2 separate regions of the Mus musculus genome follow, and region 1 is linked to region 2. A link is a contact called in public Hi-C data. All regions are on one chromosome and are shown on one strand. The core of a region is the stretch at or near the end of the contact, and the rest is flanking DNA. Distances in the headings are between cores, read along the strand shown. Region 1 overlaps Slc25a21 (solute carrier family 25 (mitochondrial oxodicarboxylate carrier), member 21). Region 2 overlaps Slc25a21 (solute carrier family 25 (mitochondrial oxodicarboxylate carrier), member 21).

What was found. Hi-C and Micro-C count contacts between places; a contact is called where the count stands out from the background.
Region 1: a contact with region 2 is called in a Hi-C map of pancreatic cancer cells, with 1.9 times the contacts expected there. The contact joins two enhancer-like sites. A contact is called at or near these places in 2 of 484 Hi-C or Micro-C datasets (liver and pancreatic cancer cells) and 1 of 9 other capture datasets (adipose tissue).

Annotation. Positions count from the first base shown.
Region 1 is chr12:56,904,508-56,910,304 of GRCm38.p6, reverse strand. The region is part of intron 2 of Slc25a21 (solute carrier family 25 (mitochondrial oxodicarboxylate carrier), member 21); the gene reads left to right. Gm30001 (a long non-coding RNA gene) reads right to left here. Exons shown (of 4, transcript XR_003950118.1): 3 at 2,895-3,592; 4 at 2,324-2,422. Among named protein-coding and RNA genes, the nearest start is that of Gm30001, 9.6 kb to the right of the region's middle. Within about 2 kb of position 4,419, at least 15 of the 459 cell types and tissues checked have an H3K27ac peak or open chromatin away from gene starts, as enhancers often do. A contact at or near this core is called in pancreatic cancer cells, where this site is marked.
Region 2 is chr12:56,777,599-56,783,337 of GRCm38.p6, reverse strand. The region is part of intron 3 of Slc25a21 (solute carrier family 25 (mitochondrial oxodicarboxylate carrier), member 21); the gene reads left to right. Among named protein-coding and RNA genes, the nearest start is that of Gm46352, 75 kb to the right of the region's middle. Within about 2 kb of position 1,892, at least 32 of the 459 cell types and tissues checked have an H3K27ac peak or open chromatin away from gene starts, as enhancers often do. A contact at or near this core is called in pancreatic cancer cells, where this site is marked.

The DNA.
Region 1 (5,797 bases), core at 3,170-5,669, 120 kb before region 2:
TTAACCTAATATAGCTAACTTCTTTTTAGATATAATTCAGCATTGCTGAATACTAAAAGAAGAAAACTTGAAATTTTAAATTATCTCTGCCTTTATGTCTTTTGAAATCATGGAATTTTAAATAATATCTGCATTTAGGTCTTTTGAAACCCTGACATTTGAATTGGTTAGAATTCTGATGCATCGTCAAGGAATAACAGGTTATCAGACATGATCACATCAATAGTTATGTATCATCTCAGAGGAGGCCATATGGGAAGGTTATGTTCTGAGCACAAGAGATCAGCATTTCTATGTCAGTACTCTAGGCTCTAGCTAAGTGAGTCAAGAATACAGCTCATGGGTTTGATTCCTGAGAATTGAGAATATTTCCCCCAAAGCCTTGGGGGTGTCTTCCTATATAATGTGGTGTGTTTTCTGAGATGTTTTCACCTCTGCCTTCCTGAAGCAAGTGGGCTCAGAGGCCTCCTGCGTCTGCTGCCAGGCATTTCAATGGATGCTGCTCTTTGTTGCCATGATGAAAATACCTCCCATAATAATCCCCTAGATTGCACTGATCAAACACATACACCCATTCAAAGAAAGACAGGTTAGCAGACTTTATTTTACTACAAATAAATCTGGAAGGAGTAGCTGGAGCTACTTCATATAGAGCAATCACTGAGCTCATGGACACTCAGAACAGGTGTTATAGACAAGGGCAGAGATGAGGCCAGTGAGGAAATCGGTGCAGAGCTCTAGTCAGAATGCTGATGCCATCATTCAAATCATTCAGTGTGTGTATGTGTGTGTGTGTGTGTGTGTGTGTGTGTGTATAATGAATATATATACTGTATGCATATATACATATATGTATATATGCGTGTGTATATATGTATATACATAAATATACATACACACACACACACACACACACACACACACACGCACACATACATACACACACACATTCGGGCTTCTAGAAAGCCTTTTCCTGGTAGTACTTATCTCAAACTTGGCAAAAATTCCCCAAAATTGTTGCCTCAAAAATCAGGGAAAGCCCACTGTAGCAGCTCTAGCTCACATCACCCCCTAGCATCATCCTCAGTCATGATGCTTGTTGGGATGCAGAGACCCTGTGGCTGGCATTTTGCATCAGCCTTGCCACGCATGGGAAAGGGCCCAGGACCTAAGTGTAAGAATGATTATTTCTGCCTTGGGTTAAAAGTTTTCTTCTTAGTTGTCAAAGACTGGTCAAAGGGAAAGGACAGAGACAAGTGACCATGCCCTTAGTGGACACGAAGCAGAAACTGGTGAAGTTGGAAGACAGAAACTTACTAATATGGTGAAATAAATTCCCCAAAGGCCTTCACACCATTAATATCACTGGGTGAGCACCAGTGAATAGCAAAGTGACAGCTTCCACTTTAGCCAAGTGAGGCATCTGTTTGCCCAAGCTGGAATGACCGAGGCAGATCCGCCCATTCTCCCCTTTTAATGCATGTCAGTCTACAGGTACAGTGGTTTGCTCAGGAACAACATGTAGAATGGGGTCATTTTGTTCTACTCTATCTCTGCAATATAATTAGTGAATTTCAAGTACTGACATTTAAGATAATTCACACTCCTTGTTGGAGCGGTATTTTTCTCACAGGAAAAAAAATGTATACATACAGTATACTCTGATCATTTTGTTTTTATTATTTGTTTGTTTGTTTATTTTACATCTCAACATCATCGCCCCTCTCCTCAGGTTCCACCCTTACAAATCCTTCCTCCTATTACCCCATACCCTTTTCTGAGGGGAAGGGGAAACGTCCATTGGGGATCACCCAGCCCTGAGACATCGAGTTCCAGTAGGACTAAGCACATGCCCATTGAAGCCCAACCATTTCAATCCAGTGGCAGGCAACAGAGTCAGGGATAGTCCTCACTCCAATCGTTAAAGGACCCATATGAAGATCAAGCAGTATATCTGTTACCAATGTATAGAGGGTATAAGCCCAGCCCTTGCATGTTCTCTGGTTGATGGTTCAGTCTCTGTGAACCCCCATGGGCCCAGGCTATTTGAGTCTGTAGTCTTTTTGTGTCCTTGATCCCTCTGACTCACTCAATCCTATCTCTCACTCTTCCACAAGATTCCCCAAGCTCTGCCTGATGTTTGGCTATGTGTCTCTGGATCTGTTTCCATCCTTTGTTGGATGGAGCCTCTCAGGAGACAGTTATGCTAGGCTCCTATCTGCAAGAATAGCAGAGAATCATTAATAGTATCAGGGGTTGGCTCTCTCACATGGGATGGGTCTCAACTGGGGCAATCATTGGTTGGCTGTTTCCTCAATCTCTGCTCCATCTTTATCTCTGCTCATCTTGTAGACAGGACAAATTTTGGCTTGAAGGTTTTGTGGGTTGGTTGATGTCCTCCTCCATCCACTGGAGGTCCATCCTGGCCATGGGAGGGGAGGTGGCCATTTCAGTCTCCATATCCTTAGCTGGTAGAAATCTCAACTAGGTTTGACTCCATAGTTTCCTGGGAGACTCCTTATCCCAGGTCTACAGCTAATACTGGAGATGCCACACCCCCCCAGCTGATTTTCATTCTCACTCCCAGCCCTCTCCTGCCGCCCTCATCTGATCCCCACCCCTGTCATCCTCCTCACCCCCTCTTTTACCCAGTTCCCTCTCTCCATTCACCTCTGATGAGTATTTTATTTCCCCTTCTGAGTGAGAATCTCATTTCTTCCCTTGGAACCCTCCTTATTACCCAGTTTCTTTGCATCTATGTATTATAGCATGGGTATACACCCAAAAGACACTTAACTATCCTACAAGAATACTTCCTCAACTATGTCATAGCAACTTATAAGTGGACATCAGCCATTAAAGAACCCGTTCCTTCCACAGTAGTCATAATTTACCAATAATGTCTTGAGTGGGGGTTAGCCTTCCTGAGCCCTTCACCCATCCACATTAGGATTTTGGCTGACTTGATTTTGTGTATTTCCTTCGCACACAGTCACTTCTCCTCTTCATGCATGTATGCATCATTCCCGTCCAGCCAATAGGACATCACTGAGGCATCTCCTACATGGGCCTTACGATATTCTCACATCCTCTTCTATGATGTGGAAAAGCTTTTTCTGAAAAAACAAACAGAATTACTACAGAAGTATCAAGCAGGAAACAGCCCAATCTGAAGCAAGCAATGTATCATATATGGAAGTTATGCTTTCTACTCTTCATATTGAGGCAGAGCGTAACCTGTGCTTTGGAACGGGTAATCTAGGAACATGTTTTGGGATTTTGCTGATATCTGGTCCTAAAATGTTTCTGTTTCCTTAATATATATTGAACACCTAAGTAAATTATTTGACTTTATTTTTAGTACTGAAATAGGGAAACGATTAAGTTAAATAAGAAAAAAAAATGACCCTGAAATTTGTCCTCAGGTTGCAGAATTGGCAAAAAGCTGGTGCTTTCTATTTTGATTTCCCAGTGTATAGGAAAGCTGTCCCGTCCAGATGCTTGCCAAGTTCCGAGAGAGCACACTGGGGTGTTTGCTGTGCAGCACAGGAAGATAGCCTGGGTCTTGTGTGCGGGTGTTCCAGGTTTCAAGCTGTAGCAGGGGAATGGGAGAAGAGAAGGAAACATTCCCAAATTAAACATTACTCGCAGGAAATGAGCCAGAACACCTGTGAGAGGTCAGGGTTCAGAAAATACCAAACTCAGAGTTCAATATTTTGATCTCACAGCACAAAAGAAAATGGTTAGAGCGAGCAAAGGGAATCTGGAGTCTAACCAGGGGGACCTGAGAATGAAGGCTCTGTCATTCTGAAGGCCTTTTCTCCCAGGACTCTATGAGGCTTCAAAATGTATTTTCAGGACTGACATGGAAAATTTCGGTGGTCCCTTTGCTTAAATATCAAGTTGAGAAGTTATTTATCTCTTTCCTTCAACTCCCAGAAGATCACTTGTGCATTCTTTGCCAGGTTCTTACAAGGCTCTTAGGCTGGGAAGGCAGCTGTCCAGCAGTTTGTCCAGCCGTTAGTGACGAGGAGACAGTGCAGCCCTGAAACACTAGGAATTGACTTCTAGGGAGAGAAGAGATTTTGCTAAATGCTTTTTCATGGGACCTCCTAGGGAAATGGAGGGTGTTTTTCCATCTCATTTCCCAGCTCCTAACTTCTCTGAAATGGGCTTGATTTTTTGCCAGGTGTCAAATTATAACCTCCCTTGTCAACCACAAATGACTAACGATTAACCTATGACTACAGCAAAGTTTGAAACTCACATTTACATTGTAACTTTCTGGCTACATTGTGTTTTCATAAATTGTGAAAAAAATTCTCTCTCAAGCCAATACAAACAAAGACTTAGAGTCTTAGTTGCAATGCTCCCTCACAGTTTCTGACCCTGTAGGTCTCCAGGAGAAACAAGACTGAGCTGCTGCGGACCCACCTTCAGGCCTGCTGCTGGCCAGCCCAGAGAATGACGCTAGTGCCCCTCTCCCGGGGAGAGTTAAGTGATGTCAGAGGCACCGGGCAGAGCAGCATTTGACCCTTAAACTGCTATACAAGCAGCTGTTTTCCTCCTTCCACCATTCCCTGGGAATCCCAACAGTTGAAAGAAATCTCTGGTATTCTGCGCCTTTTCCCCCCTCAGATAAAGTCAACGGAAAACATTAATTGAACGATGCTCACTGGTCATTTGCTGAGAGGGTGATAATTCTCACAAAGCCTCTTCATTGTTTTCTTTTCTATCCATTTTATGGAAAAGGAGCAGGGTCTCGGCAAGTTCCCTCCATATTTACGCCTGGCCCCGCTGTGTGCGCGTTGAGAGCTCATAAAAACAAGCCTGCCTGCCAACCAGCAGTTGGTAATGGGAGCCGGAGCCTCTCTCTGCAAGGTCACCTGTTTAAATAGACTCCCATGGTGCTGCCTAAAAGGCCTTTCCATCCCAGAGCTACTGGCTTGCTCCCTGCCTGTGCTTTAGGAAGCAGCTCCAGCATGGTCCTGTCCCCACTTAGCAGCTTGTCCTGCTGTTCAGCTCCCTCACATTTGATGAAAAGCGCTGGAGACCAAAACCAAGCAGTCCCAGACCCCAGGCCTAAGTTGGAGCTTATAGACGACATTATGAAGAATTTCCTCATAAATAAAAGCAAGCGTTTACATTCAATTAGGCTCTGGGTTATATTCTGCAGTCATCACACAGTGACAAATATGCAAAGATTCCCAAGGAAATGGAATGGCTATAAAAAGGCATCCTGTAAAAAGATGCCAAGCATCCACTTGGCTAGACAGCTTTTGAATCCTAGAAAGTAGGAATTAGAGGCCTTCATGCCCTTCAGGTTCCATATCTCCACTGTTGGGCATTTCAGCTAAGGTCACTCGCACTGACCCCTGGGAGCCTCCCCTATCCCAGGTCTCTAGGACTTCCTAGAGATTCCCCCTACCCCTCATCCCTGACCCTTGGTAGCTACAGATTCATGATATTCTTGTTTTTAAGAGCTGAATAGTATTCCATTGTCTAAGTGAACCACATGCTCTGTTTCTATTCTTTAGCTCAGGGACATCTGGGTTGCTTCCAGTTTCTGGTTATTAAGAATAAAACTGCTATGAACATAGTGGAGCATATGTAGTAGCCAGATAGGACCCCTCAGTGGAGGGATAGGGACACCAACCCACCTACAAAACTGTTCACTCAAAATTTGTCCTGTCTAAAATAAATTCAGGGACAAAGATGGAGCAGAGACTGAAGGAATGGCCAACCAGTGACTGGCCCAACTTGAGACACATCCCATGAGCAAGCACTAATCCCTGAC
Region 2 (5,739 bases), core at 643-3,142:
AATTCATACTGAAGATTCAACTTTAAACATGTATTCATAAAAAACTTTAAAGAATTCTTCTATATCACCTACAATGAAATTGGTATGGTTTAAATAAAAAAAAAAATCAAAGGACTATAACCAGAAACTTTATTCAGTTAATTCTTAGTAATGGATTAATAAAAATTATTGTCTGTGAGACCCACCACTGGACAAAGTGCAGAATGAGAGACTTTGAGGGTTTGTTAATGAGAGTCTGAAATGGGGTTTATTCATTAAAGCCCTCTCCTCAAGGCTCAGGGATCGATTCAGAAGAGGAGGCAAAAATACTGTAAGAGCCAGAGCTGGCGAATGACTCCAAGGAAAGGGTGTCTTCCAGACGTGACTGAGTGGGGCAGCACACAAAGGCCTGCACAGGTTCCAGCCAGCTGGGTCCCAGCACTAAGAAGAGGAAGTGGACACAGGCTCCCATGGCTACCCAGAAACTATCTGCAATTGATAGCTGCCAGCAAAGGAACTCAGTTTTCTCCAAAGGAGTCTCTCTGGGTATAGTGACCACACTTCCTCAGAAGCCCCATGACCAGAATTCAATTGTATTTTTGTCTCATTTTGCTTTATTTGGGCCGTTGTTGTTGTTCTCTCATTTTGCTTCTTTATTTTGATGTTTTCGTTTTTTTTTTTTAATGTGGGTATCTATTTGTTAATTGTTCTTTTGTTTTTGTTTTGTTTCTTTTTGAGAGAGAGAGAGAATATAAACTTGGGAAGTATGGAGGCAGAGAAGATCTGAGAGGAATTAGGGGAGGGGAAAACAGGATCAAAATATATTGTATAAATTTTTTTTCAATTAAAAATTTTATCTGTATCTGAAGACCTAATGTGAATTGAATAGTGAAAACTTTTTTTTTTTTTTTTTTTTGGTTAGAACTAAAAGTTTCATCACACTGGTCTTTATTGAGTTGGTTTTTTTGGTTGGTTGGTTGGTTGGTTGGTTGGTTGGTTGGTTTTAATTGTTTTGCTTTTCTTAAACAAAAAATCCACTTAATTTAACACTTCTAAACTGTTTTCTTTTCTTTGAAAGATATACCATTTTCCCACTCTACTGACTACATGAAAATGACCCCAACTGCCCCTGAAATGTTTTTAGCTTCAAATCACAGAGTCTATGTCATTCAAATAACACTGGTATAAAACCTCCTTCTGCTAACTGAAGGGGATGGCAACCCCATAGGAAGACCAACAACATCAGCTAACCTGAACCCCTGGGAGCTCCCAGAGACTGACCGACAACCAAAGAGCATACAGGGGCTGATCCATGGTTCCCAGCACATATGTAGCAGGGGACTGTCTTGTCTGGTCTCAGTGGGAGAGCATGCACCTAATCCTGTAAAGAATTGATGCCCCAGGGTGAGGGGGATATAGGGGTTGGTCTCTCAGAGGCAAAGGAGAGGGTGGATAGGGGAGGAACTCTGAAAGGGGAACAGGGAAGGACAATATTTGGGATATAAATAAATAAAATAGTTAATTTATACTAAGTAAACAAACAAACACTCCTTATTTCCATCCCGTGAATTACTGAGACTTGTGGGGTATAAACAATGTCAGATAACAACCTAACGTGTCACATCTTATATACCCTGCCCATCCAAGGATTGGAAGCCATGCACGCATAGTCCAGGACTGGACGAAGGCCTCGCTGTGTTAGCTATACAGCAACTGCATGTGGATGAGAAACTGGGGTGTAACAGTGAATAAAGAGGGTGTTGTATGCCTTCAGTCAGCGTTGTATTGGGAGAGCTTTAAAGGAGAATGATGTGAAGGGAAAGAGAAGAAAACCAACCAGCACACGATGCCTGTTTCAGCACAACTTGGAGAGAATGACTGATTTGGGTTGGTCTTGTTGCCAAAAGGGATGACTCAGGCGTTCCAAACCAGAGCTGGAAATCAGGAGGATGCCTGAAGCCTGAAGGAAGAACAAATTGTCAAGATGTGATTGACCGTAAGGCTTCAAAATCAACTGCACCAAAGATGAGCTTGGACAGTTGCCCAGAACAGAACTGAATGGTGATGTTCATTTAGGCCCTGACTGTGGAAATAAAATAAAATGTAGTGATTGTACTCTGTTAGAAATACAGATGTGCTAATGCGTTCCAATTTCCCCAACTGGGGATCTGGTGTCGCTCTCCCTGTCGCTGCTGTTTCATGCTTCACCTGTATTGCTGTAACTTTGGATGCTTACTGACTGCCAGGTTCTTGGCAAAGCAGTAGGCTCCAGGTGGAGGTAGCCTTCTCATGGCTGCGTGCATTGCAGGTGGCTGGGGAAGGGCTTTTCACCTTGGAAATGATTTCTGTATTTGCGTTGCAGTCTCAGAGAGTGTGTATGTCCGTGCTGGCCTTTCCAGGGTTAACTGTTCCTAGATTTGGCCTATGAATCTGGCCTCTTTTGAGGCATGATACCATTTTCTCTCTGGGAATACCAGGAAAAGACTGGGTTTGCATGGCCAGGAGATTTGCCTCTCTCTCTCTCTCTCTCTCTCTCTCTCTCTCTCTCTCTCTCTCTCTCTCTCTCTCTCCCTCCCTCCCTCTCCCTCTCCCTCTCTCTCTCTCTTTCTGTGTGTGTGTGTGTGTGTGTGTGTGTGTGTGTGTGAGCTCACATGTGTGTTCCAGTTCTGCACATACATCCTAAAGTCACACTCCACCTTATTTAGTTGGTAAGAAGTAGGAGTTTGAGGCAGTTTCTCAGGTAGCCCCAGCTGGCCTGGAACTCACTGGGTTCTTAAACCTCTGATCCTCCTTCCTTCCTCCCTCCCCAGGGCTGTGATTGGATGTTGTGTCTCTACACCCATTTCTTAGAGCATTATGGATCATAACCAGGTTCATGGACAATGAGCAAGCACTCATGGGATCACACCCAGGAAGTTGTACAACCCAGCACTCTACCCACGTCCCCAGCCTCTTGTGTTTTGAGACAGGGTCATTCACTGAGCCTGGAACTCTGTCACTAGGCTAACTGGCCATTGAGTCCCAGAAATCTGCCTCTCCAGAGCTGGGATATAAGCTTTTCTGTGGGCTCTGGGGAATCTGAACTCTGGGCTTTATGCTTGCCTCTCCCCAGCCTTAAGCTGGAAACGTCTTTTATCTGCTATTTCCTTGCTTAATGGATGCTTTCTTTAAAAAAACAAAAAACTTATCAGTTGAATTGATAATAAGCTTTCTGATGTCTGAGGTTTGCCTCTCTGTAAAAGTCAGTCTCAAGGAAGCTACACTGCTTTTCTTTGTCTTGAGGAACCACAAAGAAGGAAGTAACCCTCATTACTGTCCCTAACACAAAGCCTACTGAAAGCAACTCAGAAAATTTCTTAGCCTGACTGTAAGAGTCCAGCTCTATAGAACAAATAACTTTCTGATAAGTAGTTTTTACATACTGTATTTAAAAAAACAAAACAAAACACTGAAACCAGCAAAGTGGTGACTCAGGCAAGGAAGGGGAGGGTAGAACGTGAGATTTCTTTCCACTCCTTATTATAAGTTTCTCCACCTGAGTCAGACTTGGAGAATGTTGGGCCCTGCCCCGTCTTTACTCACTCCTCACCACAGTCTAAAGTTTTCAGGAGCTATCTTAAAGCAAGTGGGGATTTTTCCATCTACGCAAGTGGAAATGGTGTTGTAAGATACTCAAAGGTTTATTGATCTCTATCTGGATACTTGTTCTCTTGATGTCTAAAGTTTAGTTTAAAATAGGATAACCAAAACCTGTCCTTCATAACTAGCAACAGCAGGAAAGTGTCTTTGAAGGCTTGACTTGCTACAGGTGAGCCACCAAAGCTGACACAAGCCAAACAAAGGATCCCACATCTCCTCCGTTCATGCAGTCTCTATCTTTCATTGGTTCTTTGATGACCTTCTAGCCACCCATATGTCAAATTGTATTGTACCTTAAAAGCAAGATAGGAAGAAAAGTGAGGTAAACTTACTTCCTGCTCTTGGCACAAACGTGTTTTAAATAAGCTACGTGTGAGCTGTGTCTTTGGGAAGAACACGTGCAATGTAGTTTTTGATCTTCGTTTTATAGATGTACATAAGTACTACAAGGCCTGTTTTGATTGTACAATTGAAAACAAATGTGATCCAAATTCGTAGCACTCTGTATCTAACAGGTTTGTAAATAACAGCTCTCGTTAAGCATGTGACATGCTAAGCATTGTAAGCCAATGGCTTTGGAAACCTGGAATATCCTCACATTTATTATGGCTTTGGTCTGCTAATAACCCATCTTGCACTGTATCCTTGGGCTCTCTCATAGACTAAGGTTGTAATATGTTATGTGCTCTCAGAAAAAAAGGGAGCCTAATCCATTTATTTTGCAATGACTCTCAGTCACTTTCTGCTAAGTGCTTTATTTACTGCCTTAGTTGGAGCTCTATTGCTGTGAAGAGACACCATGACCAAGGCAACTCTTATAACAGAAAACCTTTAATTGGGTCTGGCTTATAGGTTCAGAGGTTTAGTCTTTTATCATCATGGCAGGAAGCACGGCAATCTGCAGGCAGACGTAGTGCTGGAGGAACTGAGAGTTCTATATCTTGATCTGAAGACAGGAGACTGAAATTCCACACACTAGGAGGAGCCTGCGTATAGAAAACCTCAAGGCTTCACCCCATAGTAACACATGTCCTCCATAAGACCACACCCACCCCAACAAGGCCACACTACTAGTGCCACTCTCTATGGGACAAACATTCAAACATATGAATCTATGGGGGTCAAACCTATTCAAACCACCACACTTAGAAATTAACAAGTATCTTTAATAAAAGCATTGCTTAAGAATTATGGTTTCAAGGACTGGAGCATTGGCAGAGCACTAGTTAACTGTCCTGGTTAATCTTCCAAAAGACTTGATTTGATTCTCTAATTTTTGCTCTGAAACAGCAAACCAAACTAATACAAGCCAGAAGCACAGGAAACTGACAGTGCGGGCAGTCAAAGACAAGGGTAGAAAAATATCTTTCACAAAAAAAGTCATTCCTTTTTGAAGTTTTGAAATCTGTGTATCATATTTTGCAAAGGGAAACTTCAATAAACTATCAAATCAAGCTAGAGAGACAGTATCCGCTTGGGACTTTCTCACATTCTCCTTTCCACATTTTGTATGTAACTCTTCCTTTTGTTCCAAGGGACAATTCTAACAGATTAAAAAAAAAAATTCTTTAGAGGACATGGTATCAAAGGTCTGCAGAAGCCATGCTGGCTATTGGGACCTTAAGGAATATTTTCTGGATCCACAACTCTGGGCTATTAATAGTCAGCATAGTTCAATTGTATTTAGGTAAATTTTTACTGCAGATGTTACAGGGTATCTCAGAGAATTAAAATCAGAGGTAAATATCCAAAAGTTGTCTATATATAACTAAATTTAAAGAAATCTCTATTGCAGATTCATATACCTAGCACAAGCATTCTCTTCCTTTTCTTGCTTGCAATCTTCCTTTATAGCAAATTGGTATCCATGACAAGAGGAATCCAGATTACTTCACTTCCTCCTCTTCCTCCTCCTCCATCTCCTCCTTGTCCTCCTGCTTCCCTTCCTCCTCTTTCTATTTTGCCACAGCAGATTGGCTTCTTCCAAATAACAGAAGCACGTCTACTGTTGATTTGCTGGTTTTATGTTTTAGAGCTTAAACCATACCAAGCAAGATGACTGTTCATTACCAACTTCTAACTCCTGGAGAAAAACTCAAAAAGGACTAGCTTGAATTGTAT